Regions from separate parts of the Gossypium hirsutum genome. Here region 1 is linked to region 2. A link is a contact called in public Hi-C data. All regions are on one chromosome and are shown on one strand. Each heading gives the region's core, a stretch centred on a gene start, on an enhancer-like site or on the middle of the called end of the contact. The rest is flanking DNA. Distances are from core to core; before and after follow the strand shown.

The links. A called contact is a pair of places that touch in the nucleus more often than the background predicts.
Region 1: a Hi-C map of leaf shows a contact between it and region 2, with 2.1 times the contacts expected there. The contact joins the promoter of LOC107897925 here to the enhancer-like site in region 2. A contact is called at or near these places in 3 of 34 Hi-C or Micro-C datasets (hypocotyl and leaf).

What each region holds. Positions count from the first base shown.
Region 1 is chrD08:24,874,089-24,876,788 of Gossypium_hirsutum_v2.1, reverse strand. LOC107897925 reads left to right here and starts at 1,320. Exons shown (of 1, transcript XM_016823532.2): 1 at 1,320-2,700. The coding sequence starts at 1,409. The coding sequence ends at 2,035.
Region 2 is chrD08:24,838,261-24,840,960 of Gossypium_hirsutum_v2.1, reverse strand. No RefSeq gene overlaps it. Among protein-coding and RNA genes, the nearest start is that of LOC107896207, 4.3 kb to the left of the region's middle. Within about 2 kb of position 1,385, at least 6 of the 9 cell types and tissues checked have an H3K27ac peak or open chromatin away from gene starts, as enhancers often do. A contact at or near this core is called in hypocotyl and leaf, where this site is marked.

The sequences.
Region 1 (2,700 bases), core at 71-2,570, 36 kb before region 2:
TTAATACCTCATATGGTAACCTCAGATGAGGATTTGCTCTTGGTTGAAGTCTATTATTTCGATAATAAAGTTTTTGAACTCTGCTCTGCCTGTCACTCCTTCCACTTTCTCATTTCTCATTTACTCCCCTCATATATATCGGCAATATTAATTAAGTTTTAATATAATTTTACATATGAATTTTGCCAAAACTATAATTATATGTATATATATTATTAATAAAATTCTTGATTGAATTAGTGTCATTCTCAAACAAATTATTAATTTAGTCAGGAAGTTAGTTAATACTATTTTGTAATTAAAATAATTAATATTATTCGAGAGTATTTTAAAAATTCACTTTAAAAAATCAAATAAAAATAGGAAAATTATATGTATATAGTTAAATTTAAATTCATTTCAATTACATTAATAAAACCTTTAATTTACCACTCAAATAAAATTAGATTTTGATTTTTTATATATTTTAATTTTATTATGCACACTTTATTACCCAATTAGTTTTATATATTAATAATGTATTTGATGGGGTTGATATCACAAATTAACTCGACATCAACTCAAATGATAAACAATTTAATCTAATTTTTTAATTTTAATAACGTAAATATTTCATGTGCTATTATTAATTAATTTTAAATTATACATTTCATTATCTGTGTTATTTTTAAATAGGTATTTATATTTTTATATTTATGATTTCCACATACGCGTGAGATAGAATTTGTAGATGAATATATAAAATAATTTATAAATTTTTAGAAAATGTTTGGGGAAAATGAACGTGAGTTAATTTACACGCGTTTTACCAAATAAAATAGTGAAATAGTTGCATACACTATTTTGATGCTTAAATTCATATTTTTTTAAATTTCAAATCCTAATCAAAATGTTAACTTATGATATATATTTATTCATTAAAATAATATATATTTTTATAACGCATATTTCTACCCATAACTCATAATTTATATGTTAGGAAAAAATGTTTAAGCTAAACTCTATCTGCATGATCTCTCTTAAATCTAAATTTACTATCAGATATATAATTATTATTTAAAAATATTATATACCTTTAGCAACCATAGCGTATTTACTAGAAACAAATTGGTTTTTTAAAAGGAAAAGTCATGAATGGGAAAATGAGAGGAAGAAAATGACGTGTGAGCCACAAAGAATAGTAATAATAACGAAAGAGCAATGAAAATAAATAAAGAAAAGTTTAGGGGCAGAAGCTCAAAAGCCAAGAATTTAGAATCCCAAGTTTGAAAATTATCGTCATATTCCCAACCCACCCTATAAATACATGGCTCGAATGAAGCTAGGTTTGCCCAACTAAACAGCCAAACTCTACATTTTAGAAATTCAAATAACACCTCTATTCTTTTCTGTAACAGCTTAATAAAAAATGGCGGCTTCTTCTAGAAGGTCTAGTGGTCCGGTTCTCCGATCTCATTCCCCATCTTCCCGGTTTACTTCTTTCTACGCTTCACAGTCACACTCTCCATCTTCTTCTTCCTCCTCCGCTTTCGCCTATTCCAGTTCAGGTTTCTCTTCACGTTCAACTTTCTTCAATCAACCCAGATCTACTTCTCCACCACGTATTAACCTGCACAGAAACTCTTCATCAGCGTCATCTGTGCGGTTCTCGCTCGACAACCGTCCGATCTCACCGAACCGTTCAATCACCACCGTCCGGAGAACCACTGAGGCGTTGAAGAATTTACAGAGCAAACAGACGAAGCGGACTTGCATGTGTTCACCTACAACGCATCCGGGATCGTTCCGTTGCAGTCTTCATAAGAGCTTCAATACTTCGCACGCCGGGACAGGTTACGCGCCGAGTAATCGGCTTAACGCGCGTAGATCTGCGATGACGAACTCGCTCGTGAGAATCGGTGGTGTCGAAGGAGATCTGGTTAGGAGAGCTTTGTCGGCTTTGATTAGACCTTCCTCTCACCAGCAGCGTCGCCGTGAAGCTTTCCATCCTAGGCCTAGCCGGCTATCCGTGATGTCAAAAGCCGAAAACTTATGAAGGTTTCGTATGCGGTATGTGTAATCTTTTAACGCTTTTAGGTCGTCTCCGAGATTTTCCGGTGATCTGAGATCGAGCTTCGGATTAACGCCGCGGTCGGTGGCTGTGAAGTCAAATTCCGGCGACGATGTTGGAGATTTTAGACAGGATTCGGACGGATTTGAGCTAGTATTGTCCCGGTTCGAGGAAGTAATTATCATATAGTTTGTTGGTGTAAATACACTCATATTGCAGCCAATGGCAAATTTGAGGAGCTTTTGGACTTAAAACGAACTTTTAAAATCTCTCCAAAAATCACTAATCTAATCCAATCTAATCAAATTAACTCTTATTCAAAAATCCCATTCCAGATCTCCACATTGATTCGTTATAATTTTTGTTTCTTCCGTTGGATTAGCTCTGCAAACACCGTTCCATTCGATTGCAGTTCCTTATCTATTTCGTCATAGATTTTTTCCTGTTTTCCATTCCAGCAGTTTCTTCCGTTTGTTTTATTTTCTTCCTGCCGTTCAACGTTTTCAAATATTTCCAGTAATTTATTTTTAAAAAATTCCGGTTCCTTTATTTATTATTTTCTTTAAGTCTAATTTGATTTTAATATCCTTCACTTGTTTATGATGCAGGTATCGGAATTGGACAAAATGGTTGGCGGTATTTATTTGTTT
Region 2 (2,700 bases), core at 136-2,635:
AATTTTCCGTTAAGGAGAAAATGTAGTGATAATTTTGAGCAAATTCATTAACCACGATTATTAAAATAATAAATAAAATTAGAGTGATCTAAATAAAAATAATTCCATTTTAGAGGGATTAGCTAAGTAATTTACTTTATTTTTAAATAATTAGTAGCAATAAGTAGATTTTTTATTAATAATATAAAATATATCAAAATATTATGTTTTCTTAATTATTCATCAAAAAATAATAAAAGGAACCATGTTTCTTCATTCTGACACTGAATAAGTGATTATCATTTGTGGAGGCGATTTGCACTTTTTTTTTGCTAACAGGTAATTTTGTCTCATTAAGATAGTAAAATAATCCTTGAGCACGTAGCAAGGTCGTGTCCCTTCTACCCCTTCCTCGACCCATGATCAATGTGACTGGAAACTAAAAAACTGAGTTGAGATACCCTTTAAAGTTGGCGATTCAGAGTCAGATTCTAGAAATATTACTTCTTTCATTATATTTTGGAAAAAAACTGCAAAATCTACTATTTTGATAACTTTTTTATTTTTGTATTATTTTAAGAAAGCAACAATTAAGAAAAGAAAAAAAAAAGGAAAATGATGAAGAATAACATTACAAAATCAGTGTTGTTTGAGTTAGATTGGATCAATTGGTCGGATAGGTTGGATCAAGATACCATTTTAGAAAGTAGTTTTAAATCAGTTACATCGAGAATTAGGGGCGTGGCTTGGGGTTGCAGGCTCCCGCCCCCTTAAAATAGAAAAACTTCTATTTAAACCCTTTAAAATTTATAAAAGTTTAAATTAATAAAGATAAATTTACACTTTGACCCCCTAAAAATTATAAAGTTATAGATATTAAAATGATTAAATTATATTTTTATTATTGTAAAAATATATAATTTAATTTTACTCCTTTAAAAAATTTTTATGATTTCGCTTTTATTGAGAATCCATACAAACTAATTAAAAAATTGATTAAATCAACTAAAAATCGATTGAATCAATTGTTGAATCGAATTTTTAATTTTTAATAATTTTTTAATTGAATTAGTGAAATCAATAAATTAGTGATACGATGAATTCTACCTCCAATAATTTAAAAAACAATGTAAAGAACGGACAAAAAAAGGAAACCACCTTGGTTTTCTCTTATTTTGGTGGCACCCAGATTACACGAGATGGGTGGACATGGGTCCAGAAAACTGCTTCAAGTTTGAAATCGCGAAAGGGGAAAGGGGAAAGGGAGGGGCAACCCACATCCCCACTTGAATCCACAAAACTGTAAAAATAAATTGTTTTATAGCTGTGAGAAGCATATGGGACCTGTATTAATTATGATATCAACCTTTACATCCCTGGGATTTCATTATCTTATTACCTGTCAGATTCTCACCCAAAGCCAAAAAGAGATCAAATTTCCCTGTGATGTAAGCGGCGGGGAATCTAGTCATCATTTCATCATCAGATATCCTAGTTATATCTTGACTCAATAAATGATGCTTTTTGTTTTATACAAATGTAAATCTGATATGCTAACATTTGTAACTGTAGTTTCATAGTTCCAAGGTGGGCTCTCTCATGTCAGTGAAAAACTTTGATGCACTTTCCTTATTTGCCATTATAATTTAGAAGGTCGTGACAAATGACATGCCCCATGTCCATGAACCAACCACGTGGGATGTTTGATGATAATTGTTTGGTCCTTTTGCTTTCTGGATAGGATAAGGATGGATTAATGCAAGTTTTTCTCTTTTGTTTGCTATATAGGTCCTAGTTCTAAGTTCTTACAAAACAAGAAAATGTGTAGACGATGAGTTGGCAAGGAATTCAACTATATTGTTTGTCTCTTTGTGGAGAAACTGGATTTTTAAGGTATCTATCTATATTATTTTCTTTAATATTAATAATCTTCTTATCCTATATAATGGGTTAATTATTAGAAGAAGTGAGCTCAGATGATGTTGAAACCTGCAAAATGATTTTTTTTTAATAGCAATATGAAAAAATAAATGTAGAATTTGTAATTGTTGAAGTTGGAAATAAATTTATGGAATATCATTTCATTAAGAGTAGTTGTATTTGGTTATAATTGCAAAACGAAGAAGATGATATTGCATTGCTTGTCTTGTTAGGCTTCTCTTAGTTTGATTGTATATTTCTTATTGGGATTGCAATTTGATCCTCGGCGGCTAAGCTGATTGCGTATATTAGAATTTTGAGTGTTTGAGCAAAGATCAACTCGCCTTCTCATGAATTATATGGAGGATTGCTACTTTCTTTTTATGGATGATTGGTACAATAATTGTTGTTACTGTTGTTTATCCTTAATTAACATTTAAAATATAGCAAATAAATGATTATTTCTTAATTTAAGTTAGAAAAGTCTGCCACTAATATAGCCAATTAATCGCTTTTTCAGTTTATATTTTGTTCAGCTCTTTTGGGTCCTAACTCTTAAATTTGAAATGTCTTCTGGGATACAAAACCAATTCATTTCTATTAGTTTATGTCACTTACCCAAAAGAATTATGCATGTAAAAACAATCTAATTTTAGTTTAAAGCTTTAGGATTTGGTGTCTTAAATCCTTTTTTTAGATTTATTATGAATTTAAAAATTATATTTTAATAAAATTAAAAAAATCAACGTTTACATAATCAAATTAGTGGTTGAACTGATTAGTCCCACTAATTCGACTGGT